Regions from separate parts of the Pan troglodytes genome. Here regions 1 and 3 are each linked to region 2. A link is a contact called in public Hi-C and HiChIP or PLAC-seq data. All regions are on one chromosome and are shown on one strand. Each heading gives the region's core, a stretch centred on a gene start, on an enhancer-like site or on the middle of the called end of the contact. The rest is flanking DNA. Distances are from core to core; before and after follow the strand shown. Region 1 holds the start of ANKRD19P (putative ankyrin repeat domain-containing protein 19-like). Region 2 holds the start of NOL8 (nucleolar protein 8). Region 3 overlaps IPPK (inositol-pentakisphosphate 2-kinase).

The links. Hi-C and Micro-C count contacts between places; a contact is called where the count stands out from the background. HiChIP or PLAC-seq counts read pairs in DNA pulled down with a chosen protein or histone mark.
Region 1: an H3K4me3 HiChIP or PLAC-seq map of stem cell-derived excitatory neurons shows a contact between it and region 2, with 2.4 times the contacts expected there. The contact joins the promoter of ANKRD19P here to the promoter of NOL8 in region 2. A contact is called at or near these places in 1 of 7 Hi-C or Micro-C datasets (stem cell-derived neural progenitor cells) and 1 of 1 datasets of contacts at active chromatin or transcription factors (stem cell-derived excitatory neurons).
Region 3: a contact with region 2 is called in a Hi-C map of stem cell-derived neural progenitor cells, with 4 times the contacts expected there. The contact joins the enhancer-like site here to the promoter of NOL8 in region 2. A contact is called at or near these places in 4 of 7 Hi-C or Micro-C datasets (blood, induced pluripotent stem cells and stem cell-derived neural progenitor cells), 1 of 1 datasets of contacts at active chromatin or transcription factors (stem cell-derived excitatory neurons) and 1 of 1 other capture datasets (stem cell-derived neural stem cells).

The regions. Positions count from the first base shown.
Region 1 is chr11:45,617,240-45,619,966 of NHGRI_mPanTro3-v2.0_pri, forward strand. ANKRD19P (putative ankyrin repeat domain-containing protein 19-like) reads right to left here and starts at 1,444. Exons shown (of 7, transcript NM_001246658.1): 1 at 932-1,444. The coding sequence starts at 1,137. It overlaps LOC100608610, which reads left to right and starts at 2,419. Exons shown (of 2, transcript XM_054658627.2): 1 at 2,419-2,434; 2 at 2,579-2,727. The coding sequence starts at 2,419.
Region 2 is chr11:46,103,941-46,107,003 of NHGRI_mPanTro3-v2.0_pri, forward strand. It overlaps NOL8 (nucleolar protein 8), which reads left to right and starts at 1,510. Exons shown (of 17, transcript XM_009456898.5): 1 at 1,510-1,642; 2 at 2,762-2,948. The coding sequence starts at 2,810. CENPP (centromere protein P) reads right to left here and starts at 1,530. Exons shown (of 8, transcript XM_001146410.8): 1 at 855-1,530. The coding sequence starts at 961.
Region 3 is chr11:45,794,873-45,797,883 of NHGRI_mPanTro3-v2.0_pri, forward strand. IPPK (inositol-pentakisphosphate 2-kinase) reads left to right here. Exons shown (of 13, transcript XM_016961141.4): 10 at 996-1,146; 11 at 1,818-1,920. Among named protein-coding and RNA genes, the nearest start is that of IPPK, 36 kb to the left of the region's middle. Within about 2 kb of position 1,434, at least 4 of the 24 cell types and tissues checked have an H3K27ac peak or open chromatin away from gene starts, as enhancers often do. A contact at or near this core is called in induced pluripotent stem cells, stem cell-derived neural progenitor cells and stem cell-derived neural stem cells, where this site is marked.

The DNA.
Region 1 (2,727 bases), core at 194-2,693, 490 kb before region 2:
CGAGGTCATTCTTAGGAATGCCTTTATTAACATAAAATGTACCTGTATATATAAGTCTTTGTATTTTCTTCTGGTACTTTTCTCATTTTGCATATGTAAAAATTTCAGTCTAAATTCCATCAGGAACTCATTTTTGCGACATAAAATTCCATTAGTTTTCTTCACACAGCAGGCATGTTATTAATAACTCATCCTTTCCTACTCATCTGAAATGTTACCATTATCAATCCCTATGTATATATCTTACATATATTTCAGTGTTTTTGGATTTCCTATTCTGTTGCATTTATTTATCTGTGTTTTCAGCTGTTAGTAAATAATTAATTGTGAGAATTAATAGCACATTTTGATATCTAGAGGAGCAAGTCTTTTTTCACTCCATTATGAACATTTTTAAATATCATCACAATAGTAAGATAGACAGTGTCATGCAAAAATGATAAAACCTTGATATTTTTATTTGGTTTATGTAAAACTGATAAACATAGAGCTCACATTTTGAGAAAAATGAGTCTTCTCATTCAAGGAACCCACGTCCCATTTCCAAGTGTCCCTCTAAGAAGCCCCAGTAAAGAACCTATCTACCTAGGTGGATTCGGATTTAAAACTGACACAGGGTTTAATTTGAGAACTCTTCGCCTACTGAAAATGGCTCATGGTATTTTTGACATGGGAATGAGTTCTCATTAGGCACCTCCCTATCATGTATATGGCCCCATGTTTTAAACGTGTATATGCTTAACTTTGTGAGTTAAATCAAATTATCCACCAAGTGCTACAGACGGGGAATTGCCAGCGATGGAAAGCAGCTGAGGCTCCATTTGGCTCCGCGGCTCCGAGGGTGCCCGGGGTCCTCCAAGGCCCCCGCCCCAGGGGCTGCAGGGAAGCCGGGCCTGGGGCCCCCTCCCACCGCAGGCTGAGCCCCCGCTACCTGTCCTTTCTGTCGCGGGCGTCCAAGTCCCGGAACCTGCGCGTCAGGCAGTGCTCCACCTCCGCGGCGTCGCCCTTGATGGCAGCCCTGTGGATCTTCCGCAGTTCCCAGTCCCGGATGTGGTACCCCCGACCAGCGTACTCTTGGTCCATGGAGTCCAGGAGCGCCTGGCCCAGGCGTCTCCCGAAGCTGAAGAGCTTCCTCATGGTGGCGACTTTTCAGACGCCCACCACCCGCTCCTGAGCCGCCGCGGCTCCTCGTGGCCTTTCCACCCCCACCCAGCCCCAAATCCGCCATCCCCCCCACAACCCGCGATCCACCCCCAAATCCAAGATCCACCCCCAAACCCGCGATCCACCCCCAAATCCAAGATCCACCCCCCAAACCCGCGATCCACCCCCAAATCCAAGATCCACCACCAAACCCGCGATGTAGCTCAGAATCCGCGATCCAGCCTGGTCCACCACAGCCTTCAGCAGCGACACTCGCAGCCTCCGACCTCTCAGACCGAGTGAGCTCCACGAAGCCGTTAAGCGCGTGCCTGTAGCTCAACGCTCCGATCTCTCAGACAGCGTGAGCCCCGGCTAAGCCTTTAGGCTCGCGCCTGCAGCTCAGCGCCAGCTCGGACTCCGGAAACCGCTCCCGAGCCCGCGTGGCCTGCAGGGGGCTGCTGCAGCTCGGGCGCAGGCGCTGCTGGCTTGCGGGTTCTCCTGGGCTCGCCCGGGACGTCTCGGAATCGCAGACGTGCATCCCTTCCGGCCTGAGGGCCCTCCTGGCCGTGACTCCCGCCCCGCTCCTCCTCCAAAGAGAGATCGGGGCCGCTGACAGGGGCCCTCCGTAGCCATGGGGGATGGGACTGGGGGGTCGGTTCCAGCCACGGTGCAGCCGCCGCCGGGCAGACCGCCGGGCTTCGCCGCAGCCACGGCGACATCTAGCCCCGGTTCTGCGAGGCTGGGAGCGCCAGCCAGCTTGGGAGTGGCCAGGCAGCTGTTGCCAGCAGGTAGAGGGCGCCTGCAGCTTGGGCGCCCAGGTGGTGGAGAATGGCCTGGGCTGCCTCTGGATCGCGAGTGCACCTGGCCTGAGAGCCCGCCAGGCCCTGCCCCCGCCCAGCTCCTCCTCTGCTGGAGCTGGGGACCTCTAGCCAGTGGCTCTCTGCAGCCACCGGGGTTGGGTCTGAGGGCCGGTTCCTGCCCCTGTGCAGCCGCCGCAGGGCAGACCGCCTGGCTTGGCCGCAGCTACAGGGACCTCTAGCCCCGGTTCTGAGATGTAGGGAGTGCGGGCGGGCTCGGGGATTGCCTGGAGGCTGCTGTCTGCACACAGAAGGCGGCTGCAGCTTGGGTGCCCAGGCGGACTGGAGGTGCATGACCTGGTCGGCCTCGGGATCGCCAGCGCGCCCAGCCTGAGGCCCCCAGGCCGTGTCTCCCGCCCCACTCCTCCACCGGAGGGAGATCGGGGCCGCTGGCATAGGCATTTGGCAGTCACCCCGGATGGGGTTGAGCAGGGGTTCTCAGTTCTCGTCCCTGTGCAGCCGCCGCGGGGCAGAATGCCTGGCGTGGCCGCAGCCACTGGGACACCACGCGGGCCGGGCAGGCCAGGGGGTGAAAGCGCTGGGAGGCGGGTGCCTTCTCGCCCTGAGGCGCCTCTGAGCCCCACGGCTTGTCGGCCTCCAGCGCGCAGGGCTCCCCAGCATCCTGGGCGCCGGCCCGCTGCCCGCACGAAGTCAACTCAGAGAGGATGAACTTCGGTTGCCTTGTCTGGCTGGGCTGCCAGGCGGGGCAGCTGACCTGTTGATCGGG
Region 2 (3,063 bases), core at 260-2,759:
TGACCGCACGCAGACATTTTCTGTAGATCTCCTCCTTCCCATTTTCTACCAATTCTTCTCCAGTTAGCTCAGGAAAAATCTCATTCTTTCTGCACCTATGTCAAATTACTCTTGACTCAAAAATTGAAGACAGTTTATGTTTTCGAGAGGCTTCTATGTTTGAGATGATGATACATAATTACGGTTGCAGAGCTTTTCTCTCCCTCTCCTTCAATAAACCAAAAGTGCCCAGACTTTGGAGTAAAATTTTTGGGTCCCAATCCATCTCTGAAAATTCCTTTCTCTGGAACCTTGAACAAGCTACCTAACTTCTCTGAGCCTCAGTTTCTTCAACTATAAAACAGGGCTAACAGTAGCACCTACCTCAGAGGAATGTCAAATTCTCCTGCAGTCTATATTAACTACTTTTCTTTTATCAACTTAGTTTTTTACCGGTTATTTTTCAAAGGAATTTTTATGTCATCGTAAACACAAAGTCATTATCAGTTGAGATGGTTAGCTGACCTACCAAAACAAATGCCATGAAACCAAACGGAGTTATTAAATCCCAACTAGAGATACTTCTGCATACTGGAGGCGGAATTATCTAGCTAGGGATATAGTCAAGACTTCCTCCTTGTCAGTCATCCACACAGACGACTGCGATTAAACGAGTTAATACCCTGCAATGCGTTTACAGCTGGGCGCCGTACGCGCTGCTCCCAACTCTAGGCCATCGTCATGACAGGATCAATGCCAGTTCATGCCCACTTTCTAGGGCTGGGAGTAGGAGACCGAGGATGTCTGTGGAGATTCACCCGCCTGGCCCGGGAACCCTGGCCAGCGGGCCCTGGGGGACTTGGGGGGTCACGTACTGGACTCGGGACTTCTCTTCCCAGGGCGCCGGTGGCTCCTCACACGCTCGCCGCAGGGCCGCGATCTCAGCTTGCAAGGCGCGCACCTCTGCCAGCTCTGCGTCCATGGCGCGTTGCTGACCGCAGCCGGGCCGGCAGCGCAGCTGTCACTCCGACCTGAGCGCTTCACCCGCGCTTCAAGCCTCGCGCGCGCTCCCGGCGCGGACCATCCCAGAGCTCACGCGGAGGGGAGGCGGGAGAGCCCCGCGTGACCCCAGCGGCCCTGCACGTCCAACTCCGCGCTCGCACGAGAGCCTGAGTCCTCCACGTCCCCGCACACGTTTCCCTGGCTGTCTAAGCAGTGGCTATACTTTCTCTGGAGAGCGCGTTCTTTGCTACTCCAAGCCCAAGCGCTCCGCTGCTCACCCTAGCCGGCAGCCTTGGAGCCGCCCGGCCGCGTGCCTCACTAAAGAGGCAGGGCTGGGATCACGTGGAGGGGAGCGCCTCTTTATTTTTTTCACCTACTTCCTCTCTTACGCCGACCTAGTCCAGGAATTGGTACACACAGCGATAGTGTTCAATAGAAACTAGGGGATTTTGGTTTGGGCTCTTTTGCAGTCGTTGAGGGGGAGGTGACGGAGGCGTCAGGGAAGGTGGGAGGACGGAAAAGGAAATTAAAAGCTCTTGGGAACTGAATTGTGGTAACGGAACCTTAGGAGGCTGGGTTGGAAATCGAGTAGGAAGGAAGAGAGGATGCTCCGTTGGGACATGTGACCAGAAGTTAGGGGCTGCAGCGGCGCTGGCTTTAGGTGAACGACTTGGTGAGGAGTGGGTTTCGGGCATGAGAAGTCACAGGGCCGTTTCCTAGTCTCTCTCTTCACTTCTTTGGGTCTTCTCAGAGAAAGAAGGCTGCCGTGGGTAGGCTTGGGGCGGAGACTATCGCGAAGAGGTAGGCCGAAGTTCTGCCCAGAATACACGCCATATGGTGGACGCTGGTTGGGAGTCTCTTCTGGAAAGAGTCTGTCAGCTCTTGGGGAAGGGAAGGGCGAGAGCTGAGCGCCTGCCGGGTGCTAAACGAAATGAGAGATACTATGATGGGCCCTAGTACCTCTGGAAAAGTTTTCCTGAGTCCCCTGTGATACAGCAACCTTCATAGTATAGTGTTAAGAATTCCAAGTTCTGAAGGTAGACCTGCATTATAATCCTGGATTCACTAATTTTCGGTATGGCATTGAGGAAGTGACTTAACCTCTTCTGCTCTCCTGAAAAATGGGAAACATGCAAACTACTTTGTACAATGCAGGCACATAGCAAAAACACAAGTCTGTATTCGCTATATCCCTTGATCTTTGTGTCTGAACCCCACTTTGCAGCACTTTTATTGTGACATAATATTGTGCCATTTGTTTTATTCTTTTGTGACTATAAGGAGCTCCAGGAGCTCCTAGCCTCTCTATTCACTTCTTTGGGTCTTATAGGAGGAAGAAGGCTGGGGTGGGTAGGTTGGGGGTGGAGACAATTAGGAAGAGGTAGGCTAGCTCTTTTTATCTTTTAGTGCGTTACATCCTGTTTCTGTCAGACTTTGTTAAAGACAGTAAATGAATGTATGAATGAGTCAAGGAAAAACATCTAAAAACATGAATACATAAAATTAAGAGGGATAGAGTGTAATATTATGGCCATTTGGAGGAAAAAAACTCTGTCTGTACCTGTGTCTATATGGGTATGGGGTTGCTGTTCCAAAGTGCATTCATGAAAGATGTGGATGTAGGGCTTGGGCAAAACCTCGAAGACTAAAATTTGGAAGTAATACAATAGGAAGTGAAATACAGATCCAGGAGACGGATTTGATACAGAAGGTTCAGAGGAAGTAGTTGTTTTGTTAGATTTTAGAAGAACTAAGGGAAAGAACTCTTCTCTGTATACAGAAAATTACTTTTCCCACTGAAACACACCCAAGTATATGCCCAGCCTTCATGAAAGTGAACAGAGAAACGAAGCGCCTTTATGTGGGTGGCCTTAGCCAGGACATTTCTGAGGCAGACCTACAAAATCAGTTCAGCAGATTTGGAGAAGTTTCGGATGTGGAGATCATCACACGGAAAGATGACCAAGGTAAATTTATGGTCCTTCACTGGGCAGTTATAGGCAGACATAACTCAGGTTAAGTGCTAGAAAATAAAACAACCCCAAGATAAATGTTAGCTCTGAACACCAAAAGTTTTAAGTG
Region 3 (3,011 bases), core at 184-2,683, 310 kb before region 2:
CCCTCTAGTTGGGCATATGAACTTTTACTCCTGTTTCCCTGCACGTTGGCATTTTCGTGCCGGGTCCTAGTGAAATCTGCAGCTGACTACAGTTTTCCCCCTGCATGGACACCTTTCTTACTGTGTCTTTGCCTGTAGTTTGGTTCTTTGTGGGAGATGGTTGCTCCCTTCAGTGGCAGGAGATGATCTGGGACTTGGTACCTCCCAAGCTCACTTGGCACCCTGTACAGCACAGGTGCCAAACAACTGTGAGTGGCAAGTGGAGTTTTGTTTCTGCCTCTGTCCCTATGATATAACAGGTCCTTGTCAGTGGCTTTGACCCCTGTCTGTGGCTCTGTGTGGCTGGTTCTGAGCTCGTGCCTGTCGCCAGCCCAGGTCTTACCTGCCTCTCAGTGTGGGCTCTCAGTGTGGGCTCATGGCTCTGGACTCTGCAGACAGTGTCCCAGGGTTTTCCTCCTTTAGTGGTCTTGCAGATTTAGGATGTCAGCAGGATCTTAGAAATTCCTTGCCTTGCAGTTGCAATGAGTCGAGATCACGCCACTGCACTCCAGGCTGGGCCACAGAGAGCAAGACTCTGTCTCAAAAAAAAAAAAAAAGAAAAAGAAATTTTGTGTCCTGACTTAAAATGAGGATTATGTCTAAACTTAGATCATAAAGTGACTTCCAGGGCTGTTGTGGTGGAATCTAAAGGACATTCTGAGAGTTGTGTTGGGAGAGGAGAGGCACGAGGCAGGACATGTGCGTTTCTTGCTCCCTCCTTTGTGCTTGGCCTGGTGCATCCAGTGTGGTCCAGGCACGCTGCAGCTCCAGCAGCTCTGTGAGGCGGGAGCGTCATCTCGTCTGTCCTTAGCGCCAGTCCAGGGTCCAGTCCTTGCCTGTGGCGGTGCCCGTATGGCGGAGCCCAGGATGAGCCCTGCGGTCTGCGCCGGCCTGTGTCTCCCTCCACGTTCTTTGATAATCAACATGCTCTCGTTTTCCCCTGATGTTCTCGGTAGGAAAAAACACCCCAGAGCGCTCGGGGTTACCGAAGGGCTGTCTTCTGTACAAAACCCTCCAGGTGCAGATGTTGGACCTGCTGGACATCGAAGGCCTCTACCCTCTGTACAACCGGGTTGAGCGATACCTGGAAGAGTTTCCCGAGGAGAGGTGAGGTCGGGCGGTCCCCCTCTTGGGCAGCCCTGAGAGGAGACTGTGGGGGTGGGCAGGGTAAGAATGCGCCTCCCAAGGCACAGCTTCCCAGGAGGATGAAGCATGCCGGCCACTTCCTACCCCAGTCCTCTGCTCCCAGGTGCCCAGGCCTGCTCTGGAATGTAGTGCCTTGTAAAGGAGGAACAGGGTCACTTGTTTCTAGAAAAGAAAGCACGTCTGTGACCTTGCTAATTCGAAACCCCAAGTTGGGGCCGAGCCTGCAGAGGGCAGTGTTGCTCCACAGCTGAGCAGCGCTCCTGCAGGTCCTTCTGTGTCAGCCCAGCCTCTGTCCTGGGCTTTCACTGCGGGTCATTGGGGTCCACACCCGCGGTGTCCAGTCGGGGCCAGGATCCTCTTCCTTCCTCGCTGGTCTTCCTTGCATCTCTGACGCAGGTTGCTACTTGTCATGAACAGGAGAAGGCTCAGCTTCAAGGCTCACTGGTTCTGGTCTTGCTAAGTTCTGTTAAAAACCTTGATGTTTAACATGAGGGAGATAGATCTGTTATGTGTTTTTCAAAACAAAATGTGTGATGTTTAGTGGTGCTGGGCTTTGTAGACTGTGTTAGCAGTTTAAGAAACAACCTCTGTGCGGCTTTGTCATCCTGCTTTTATTGTGCTTTCTTCTTCAGAAAAACCTTACAAATAGATGGGCCTTATGATGAAGCATTTTACCAGAAGCTGCTTGACCTTTCCACTGAGGATGACGGGACAGTGGCCTTCGCGCTAACGAAGGTGGGCAGACCCATCCAAAAACTTGCTGTGTGATCCTTAGCTTCTTAGCACTAATCTGTTTTTTTGTTCTTTGTTTTTTTTTTTTCCATTACCTACCCCTGAGGTTTAAAGCAGAAAACTTGGGATCAAAAAGAAGTGGCTGAAGTTTCTCCCAGATGAACCGGGGCAGGTGGTGGTGCATTGAGGTTTTAAGGGGAATTTCCCTTGGTTGAGTTCTGCCCTGGCCCGTTCCTGGTGGGGTCAGGCCCCAGGGGCGGCCGATCTGCAACCCATCTGCATGCCTTCTCAGCAGCCCACAACAGGCTCTCTGCCAACTGTCCCTTGCTACAAGGCCCTTGCCAGGGTCCTGGGACCCCACCTGTGCCTCTGCCCTGCCCTTGGCTGTATGCGGGCGGCTTCCTTCCCTTAGAACCGAGGCCAAGGGACAGCCTGCAGGAGTCTCTTAGGGAAGAGGACTGGCCCTGTACTTCCTGGGTCTGTGAAATTCAGGGCTCCATGAGCTTGGATAGGAAAAAAATGGCATCTTCATTTTCACTAAGCTGTACCTGGAATTTAGCATTTCTTTCCATTACGAATGTGGCAATGAGCCTGTGGGTTCATCAGGACCCAGGAGTTTGCCACTAAGAGAATAAAAAAACAGACTTTCCGTCTCACACTGTAACTGCAGACACTTTGAGATGTGGTTTATTCATCACTGCATTAAATGTTACATATTACTACAGAATACATTTGTTTTTAAAAATATTTTGGCTCAGCACTTTGGGAGGCTGAGGTGGGAGAATTACTTAAAACCAAAAGTTGGAAGCCAACCTGGTCAACATAGTGAGACGCCCATCTCTACAAAAGAAAAACAAAAAAATTAGCTGGACGTAGTGGCGTGTGCCTAGAGTCCCAGCCACTTGGGAAGCTGAGGTAGGAGGATGCAGTCAAGGCTGCGGGGAACTGTGATCATACCGCTGTGCTCCAGCCTGGGTGACAGAGCAAGCCCCGTCTCAAACATTTTTTTTTTTTTTTGTATTTTACATTTCTGCCACCTGTATTTTATATTACACATTTTAAAATGTTATCCTGGGCCGGGTGTGGTGGCTCAC